Linked DNA regions of Canis lupus: region 1 is linked to region 2. Evidence: chromatin contacts called from public Hi-C data. All regions are on one chromosome and are shown on one strand. The core of a region is the stretch at or near the end of the contact, and the rest is flanking DNA. Distances in the headings are between cores, read along the strand shown.

What was found. A called contact is a pair of places that touch in the nucleus more often than the background predicts.
Region 1: a Hi-C map of blood shows a contact between it and region 2, with 2.2 times the contacts expected there. The contact joins the promoter of TMEM237 here to the promoter of STRADB in region 2. A contact is called at or near these places in 2 of 9 Hi-C or Micro-C datasets (amygdala and blood).

What each region holds. Positions count from the first base shown.
Region 1 is chr37:10,565,624-10,570,035 of UU_Cfam_GSD_1.0, reverse strand. It overlaps TMEM237 (transmembrane protein 237), which reads left to right and starts at 2,054. Exons shown (of 12, transcript XM_038585374.1): 1 at 2,054-2,226. The coding sequence starts at 2,188. It overlaps MPP4 (MAGUK p55 subfamily member 4), which reads left to right. Exons shown (of 19, transcript XM_038585900.1): 19 at 1-653. The coding sequence ends at 16.
Region 2 is chr37:10,377,457-10,381,633 of UU_Cfam_GSD_1.0, reverse strand. STRADB (STE20-related kinase adapter protein beta) reads right to left here and starts at 2,187. Exons shown (of 12, transcript XM_038585370.1): 1 at 2,000-2,187. TRAK2 (trafficking kinesin-binding protein 2) reads left to right here and starts at 2,339. Exons shown (of 17, transcript XM_038585356.1): 1 at 2,339-2,607.

The sequences.
Region 1 (4,412 bases), core at 805-3,304, 190 kb before region 2:
TGATACTGAGTCTTAAGGAGGCCACCAGCTTAATGCTGGAGCTTTAAGAATATTCAACTATTACAGAGCTCTGGAATAACAGCTGCAATAAAAAACAGCAGTATTTGCCCCATTTTAATGTATGCAACTTTAAATGTGGTACAGTTTATTAATTAATCTAATTTGAAAAAAAATTGCATCATATGTATGTAGAGTTACCTCCTTAGCTTTGAAGAAAAAAAATGTTTTGTTTTTAATGTTTTCCTTTATGTCATATAAGAATACAAACAATGTCAAGCCACTGAGTAGGAGAACCTTTCTGAGATTTCTTATGGTCTTTGTACAGTTCAGATAAAAGAGCTTCCCTAAATAAAATAAGTAGTATTTCATTTCAGAAACTGTATTTAACCTCAAGAAACTTCTGTTTTATGAAACCAGCTTTTACAAAAAGTGAAAAAGTCAGTACTTTTTCACTGACTCAGCAAGAAAAAAGGGTTAATGTACATGTTTCACATTTAACATGAAAGTTTACAGAAATGGTCCTGCCCTCATCATTTATACATCAGTCTACAAGGAAAAAAAATATTCTTCAGATCAGAGCTGTAACAATTAATTTGCCTAAAAGCCAATATCTACATCATGTCTAAATTCGGAAAGGGCAATTGACTTTAGTCCTAGAGACCCATAGATGAGAAAACCGTAAGATGAGGATGCTATTCCAAGAAGTCTTATTTTTCTTTCTTCCCTAAGTCTTAAGACTTCCAGTCAGCCGTGCTGCCCCTGTATGTCTATCTTCTACATTATTCTCTAATGTTCCCCATCCCCACACCATCCGTCTACTCCCCCAATCTCTTTCTTAAATATAAAACCAAGTATGTACATCAAAGTATTTGTAGCTCTTTTTAACTTAGTGATTATCTTCAAAACAAAAAAACAAAAAAACAAAAAAGAAAAAAATTAAACCCAACCTCCCTCCCCCCCCCCCAAAAAATCCCACCAAAGAAAATTAAGTCATTTTTAATGGTACATGAACTTGGATTTGATCTTATGTTGTGTTTTTTCTTTTTGAGAAAAAAAATTCCCCAAACTTGCTGTACAGAGATGGAGGATAAGCAAGTGGCAAACATTTTGAGAACTGCCTGTATCACTACACAGACAGACAGACACACACACACAACTAGAAGAAATCTGATATTTGTCTGGGCCCGGAGGTGGGGGTGGGGGTGGGGGTGGGGGCGGGGCATCTCTGCGCCCTACAAGGGCGGTGCACGGGATGCGCCTCTGCACCCCGTCCCCTCTATTCATGCCCAAAGCGGGGTTTACACAATTTTAACGGGTGTAGGATTCCAAACTGAATGACAGTTAACTTGGCTTCCCATACGCCACACAAGAAACCAAAGTCACGCAATAAACAAGATACAAGAGTAAGAAGTTAAAGAACCAAATACCCAGTCGGTAAGTGCCTGGTAGGGGTCCGCTCTGGGTGCCTACTACGTCCCTGCAGTACAGGGGTCTCTAGTTTGTTCAGAGATCCGTCGGAAGAAGCCGTGTCTGGAGAATCTGACAGCGTTCCACAGAAGTCCCCCCCCCCCTTTTTTAAATATTTTATTTATTTGTTCATGAGAGACACAGAGAGAGAGAGAGAGAGGCAGAGACACAGGCAGAGGGAGAAGCAGGCTCCTCGCAGGGAGCCCGATGCGGGACTCGATCCCGCATCCCCAGGATCACGCCCTGGGCTGAAGGCGGCGCTAAACCGCTGAGCCACCCAGGAATCCCCAAAGTCCTCCTTTTCAAAGGAGTTTTAATCCGTCTTTGGCCCTTCCAGACCTCTCCTGGTTCAGCGACTAGAAGTTCCCGGCTCCTCCGGGCAGCCTTGGCCTTGCCAATCGTCGGTTCCTGGTACCCAGAGCCTGTTCTGACCTCCGCGGGGTCCTTCTCGCGCACCGCCCTCGGGCCCCTCCGGGTTCCCCGCGCCCCGCCCGCTCCGGGTCCAGCCCCGCCCCCTCCGGGTCCAGCCCCGCCCCCCTGACGCGAACGCGCTGCGGGGCGGGGCTTGGCGCCCCGCAGGCAGGCGGAGGTCCGGCCCAGGAGCTGCGGCCCAGCGAGACCCTGGGGAGCCCCCCTCTCGCAGGCCCCGGAGGCCGGGTCGCGGGGAGCCAGGCGCGGGCCGCCGGCGGTTGCGCCGAGGGAGCCCCGAGGGGGAGCGCCATGAGGGCGGACTCGGGGCTTCGGCCGGAGGCCCACCCGGTGAGCGGTGAGGGGCGCTGCGGCCACGGGGCGTGGCGGAGGCGGGGGGTGCAGCCCGATCGCCTCCGCGGCTCCTGGGGCGGGGCCGCCGCCTAGGGCTGGGGCCGCCGAGGGCCGCCGAGGGCCGCCGAGAGCCCCGCTCGCCGTGCACGCGCGTCCGCCCCTCGGATGCTCACAGGATTGGACCGGAGCGGGCGATGCAAGTTCGTCCCGAGGCCGGGAGCCGAACCCCGGGAGCCAGGCGAGGACCCGGGCGTGCCGATGCCCGGGCCTGAGTGGCCACGTTGCTGTGACGACGCCTCTCTGCTTAGCCTTCCGGGCCCCTGGGTGCCCCGGGGCTGCCAGCTAGGCCTCTCCTGCGGACTCCTCCCGGAGGGCCTCTAGCCACCCAGGGAGGAGACCGCAGTTTCCTGGCGGAGACCATTGATCATGGTCTTTCCCCACCGCCCTCGAACAAATCCCTGCAACCACTCGGAAACCATGAGCAGAACCGTGGTTGTTGCCCCACGCCCGCTGGAGTCTCTCTTCCCGGGCATGTCAGCCCCCCACGCCCACGGCCCCCTTTCCGCAGGGCTGCACTGCAAAGGCCCGACCGGCCCCCGCCCCCCCCCCCCGCCGCGTCCTGCAGGGAACCGGCTGAGTGTCCGCCAGGCCCGGGCGGCGCAGGCCGATGACGCACGGCGCCTGCGCGCGGCGGCCCGGGCGGGAGCCAGCCGGGGACAATAGCGAGCCGGCCGGGGGGCGGGGCGGGGCGGGGCGGGAGCCGGCCGGGGGGCGGGGCGGGAGCGGACTGCGAGCTCCCGGCTGCGAGCTCCCGGCGCGCGGCCGCGGGGAAGCCCGGCGTTGGACGCCATGGGAAAGAAGCAGGTGGTAAGCCAGCCTCGGTTCCGTTTGAGTCTCTGGGATTTTGTGTCCGGTGGAGCCCTCCGACTCTTGAGGAGCCGGAAGGTCGGCGGTGACACGTCATTTTCGCGGGAGTTTTGAAAACGTGCAAGCGTCGTGTGACCCGAAGCCTTGGGCAGGACGCGATCCGTAGCCGCCTGACGGTGGCTCTTTCCTGGACTATTGCTCTTTCCCGGTGGTGAGGTTCATCACTGGATAGTGTTGAGACAGCCTGCTGTGTCCTGATCTCGTAGCATTTGTATTAATACGCTGACCGCATGGATCGCTAAATGGGACGGTCGTAGAACCAACGAAAAAGAAAAAGTGTCTAAAAATGTAAACCCTTTTGAATCAGTGTCCCCTGCAAGCAGCATGAGACACTTGCAACATTAAACTGATTTCGAGACATTGCTGATAGTATTTTATTTTGAAAGATTCCAGAATGCGTCTCAACTGTAATCTCTCTGAATGGCAAACACAACTTTTCTTACCATTTGTTAAGTTTTTTGTTTTTTTTTTAATTTATTTTTTAGGGACGCCCGGGTGGCTCAGCGGTTTAGCGCCGCCTTCAGCCCAGGGCGTGACCCTGGAGACCGGGGATCGAGTCCCACGTCGGGCTCCCTGCGTGGAGCCTGCTTCTCCCTCTGCCTGTGTCTCTGCCTCTCTCTGTGTCTCACAAATAAATAAATAAAATTTTTAAAAATGAATTTATTTTTATAAGGTTTTTTTTTTTTTAATTCTCTCTGCCCCAAAATGCAGTCTCATACTGTATTCAGAGTGATTTTATCTTATTTTTTTTTTAAGTATGTTGCTATGTGGTTTAAAACCTCCCTTGGCTTCCCACTGAATTAAAATAAAACCTGGACACCTTTTTGTCTTTTTTTTTTTTAAGATTTTATTTATTCATGAGACACACAGAGAGGCAGAGACACAAGCAAAGGGAGAAGTAGGTTCCATGCAGGGGGCCCGAGGTGGGACTGGATCCCAGGCCTTCAGGATCAGGCCCTGGACTGAAGGCGGTGCTAAACCCCTGAGCCACCCGGACTGCCCCCTTTTTGTCTAAAAAGAGCCTAATTAATTAATCTGGCCCCTGCCTGTCTTGATAACTATGCTACAGCCCTACCCGGCTTGCTTCTTTTATCTGAAACCGTTTCTCCTAAAAGGCTTTGTATTTGCTCCCCTTTATCTCTTTTCTTCTTTCTTGTTCAGGTCTCAGCTCGGAAGTCTGAGAGACTTTCTGTAACTAAAATAGCACTCCACATTCTCCCTCATTTGTGTGTGTGTGATCTTCTAATACTTAACCA
Region 2 (4,177 bases), core at 938-3,437:
TCAGAATATTCACTACAAACCAAAAGTAGAGAAGAGGGGGAGGAAAAACCTCAAAGGGTATGATTATTTAGTCACTTGCTATTCATTATCATCAACTTAAGGCAGTGGTATTTGCTGTAATACAAAAGGGGGAAAGCAATACCTGCCCTGCCCACCTTCTGGGGTGATTGAATCAGAGATACTTCATCTGAAAGGGCTCATAACTACCAAATACTGCGCCAATCAATATAAGAGCTCGAGAGGATACTCTGAGAGGTACACTCACATATTACTGGTGGCAGCCGAAAAATGTAAGGCTCACTTGGAAAGCAAGTTGGCAATGTTTCAATAACATGAAAATACTCATACCTTTTGACCCAGTAAAATTCTCACTTCTAGCAATCAACTCTAAGGAAATGTCCAAATAAATGAAGAAACCATACACAGGTAGAAAGTCATGACACCATTAATCCGAAACAGCCAAGTATTCATTCTCTAAGTGCTTAATGAATGGTGACCATGGTCAGGCACTGGGGACACTCACTGGTGATCAGGGCAGACAAGGCCCTGACCACTTGCAGTTCACATTCTCACAGGAAGATTAGGGATGTCGTGATTAATTCAATTTTCTGGTTAACAGGATTTTGTTTCTTGCTTCTTCCACTTCCTATCAGTAAGTTCTTAAACAAGAACAAAAAAACTTTAATTCTGTTACATTATCTATTATTTCAGAAATACTCCGAAGAAACTGACACGATTTTATGAATTGTGAGTACAAAGGAGTAGTTCCACTGAGGTGGTTTAATCCCACAGATTTCTGCTTTAGATATGCCAGATGCTTAAGAGATCATTTTACCAGACATTTTGAGGTCAAGGCAGCAGCTGCACCTGGTAAAGGGTACAGTTTGGGGGCGGGGGGGGGGGGGGGCGAGTAGATTTTCTCCTGCACGCTCTTTCACTAGATGTGAATATAAATCCTTTTTAAAGAAATCATACTTGAGGCCTGTATTTCTAAATATATTACATCAGTGTGGTCCTTTGCATTTGTATCTAACAAGCTAATTAGGGTATAAAGCTTTATAAATAATTTAAATTTGCTCCATTATAGAATAGTTCATCCAAAGACTTTAATATCAAAGGTTAACAATTTCTGTGAAAATCACAGGGCGCATTTATTTACAGAACTCGGGTTTTGAGTTAATTTAGGCATCCAGCAGAGGCTATTGTTATAGGAAACGCAAAAACAACAACAACCCCGATCTCTGCTAAGCCTTAAAATTACTGTAATTTTCAAAGGGACCTTGAGAACCCATAAAATCTCAAAAATTGCAGCGACGCACAACTCGCTATAAGATTCCCCAAACTTAGCAACATGACTCATGCTTTCAAAACAAAATCTTTCCTGAGCGCCTACTGTGCGCCACCCGGACCTGCGCTCGGCAGCCGCCGGGTCACAAAATCCTGACCAAGTTTTCAGGAAAAGGGTGTTTGGCACCACAAAGCCACGAGGGGAAAAACACGACGCTCACTTTAAATACCGGGAACAAAATGAAGCTTGAGCATTTAATTTTGTGAAGAGGCTCCTTCCTCGTCCTGCTTCGAGGAGGCGAACTCGCAGGAGGCGGCACAGAGCCGCGGCCACAGGGTGTCTCCCGCCGGGACGCTCCGCCAGGCTCGAGCTAGCGGCCCGAGGTGCCGGGTGAGGAGGCGGTGAGGAGGGGGCGGGGAGGGGGGGCGGCACCGGGGCCGCGGGCGCCCCGCGCACCTGGCAAGCGCCGCCCACCGCGAGCGCAGGTGCCGCCGCCGCCGCCCGACGGCCCGGGGCTCAGGGGCCGCTCGCCCCGCCAGCCGGACTCCAGACGCCGCCCCGCCCGCCCGCCCGCGGCCAGGGCGTGGGTTCGAGGCGGGGCGGCAAGTTCCAGCCTCGGGCTTCGCGAGGTGCGCGCGGACCGAGCCGCGCTCCCTCAGGCTCCCGACCCGGCCCGACGCCACCCCCCTCCGCCCGGCCTCCCCTCTTTACCCTGGCGGCGACCACGACCGGCGACTCTCCTCAGGAGCCCAACGGAGCGGGGCCCCACGGCCCCGGGAGCCCGGCCCACCGAGGGGGCCCTGCGAGCGCGCGGGCCGCGGGGCGCAGCAAGGCAGCGCGACCCGGCCTCGGGCTGCGGGCCTGGAGCTCTGCCCCCGCCGCGGGCAGCCCGCCCGGACTGGACTCGCCCCAGGGTCGCGGCCCCGCCTCCCGCCGCGGGGCCCGGCGGCCTCGGGGGCGGGGCCTCGTCGCTGAGGGGGCGGGACAGGCGCGCGGCGACTCCGGAGGCGGAGGGGGCGGGCGCTCGGGAAGACCACACTTCCCGGCAGGTAGTGCGCCGACGCCGCGGAGGCTGCCGGGAGAGCGGGTCTCCTCCGCTCTCCTCCGATGTGTGGGGCTGCGGAGGCGCCGGCCCCGCTGCCAAAGCAGAGTCGCCGAGTGATGATGCTGTGAAGTCGCCCTCGGTCCCTGCCACGCCCGGGCGGTTGTGGCAGCGGCAGCCGCTTCGGCTGCAGCTCTCGGGCTGCCGCCGCTTTAGACCCTATTCCCTGAGGGAGCGCGGGCGGAGGACGGAGGACGGAGGACGTCGGGCCATTCCCGTGAGTAACCTTCCCGCGCGTGACTCCAACTTGCCCTTGCCAACTTCCCCGGAAAGCAGGGGAGCCTCCCCGCCCGGAGCTCCTCCCGGTGCCCGGAGGTCACGCGCGGACATCGGAGCCGGGGGCTGGGGATCGCAGGCCTGGGTCTTCGCCGGGCTCCGCCCCGCGAAGGCTTGGTTGGGAAGTGGTTGGTTCCCCAAGTGTGGGTGCGAAGTGATGGGCGCTGGGCTCTGGTCTCCGGGTTCATCCCAGCTGCGCCTGTGAGGATCTCATCCTCTGCCGGAGAGCATCCCCTGGAACCTCCTCCCTGAGTGATGCGCAGCTTTAGTGCCTAAGCCCCGGTCACCATCTGTGATGTGAGCAAACAGAGAGGATATTGCAGAGAGCTCTTTCTATGCTCAGTTGGGTTTTTCTTGCGATTGATTTTGAGCCAGACACCACATATCCTTCAAAAGAAACGGTTCACTTTAGTGTCAGGCGTGAATAATAGATGTTGGCAGATGTCCTCTTTAGTACCAGCGTAAAGATGATCTCCCAAACATTTAAAAGAGTTCTGGGTCTAGTAATAATGGTGAACTCAGTTCATTGCCCACCAACCTTATATTAAAACCTGCATTTTCTGAGCCAGAAAAAAAAAAAAAAAAACAGAGCAGTAACTTTTCACTGGAAATTCATCAAGCTAGAATAGACCATAGGAATAAAATGACATGGACTCTTCTAGTTTTTTAAAAAATTATCTTTCAGCAAAAATTTGTCATGACCTTCACCTCTTTGCTGTAGAATTGAAAGTCTGAGTTACAGTGATCTCCAAATAGCATGTTAATAGCGTTGACGTGACACTTAAGGAATTGTGAAGGGCGTTTGGTGGTGGGAAAGGGCAGGGATGAAGACACTTTATCATCTCAGCAGTTTTTACAGCTTTCTATTTTTAAAGTTAATGTTCAACAATGTCTCAGACATTCAGCAATCACATGTACGAAAGAGAGTGGTTTGTTATTTTACAGATTTTTATTCATACGTTGAAGAAATCATAAGAAAGTACAGTATATGAGTACAAATATTAAAAGTACAAGTATTTGAGTACAGTTGACCCGTGGACAACACCGGGCTGACGAGCACCAACCCCCTGTAGAGTCAAAAATCCATATATAATTTTTGACTCCCTAGAAACTTAACCACTAATAGCCTTTTTGATCAGAAACCTTATTCATAGCATAAACAGTTGTTTAACATATTTTGTGTTATATGTATTACAATTCTGTATTCTTAGAGTAAACTAGAAAAAAGAAAATACATTTACTGTACTGTATCAGAAAACTCAGTGTCTAAGTGCACCCTTGCAGTTCAAACCCAAGTTCAAGTCAGCTGTACTTTCAGTCAGCTGGGCACACCAGTCATGAGCTCTGTGTACATTTGCTCACTTAATCGCTGCAATAACAGAGTGGGTATAATTCATTCTGACAGGTGTCCTTATAAAAAGAACTTTAGAAACAAAAAGAGACACCAAGGATGTGTGCACAGAGAAAAAAAATTATGTGAGAACACACTGAGAGGTTGGATATCTGCAAGC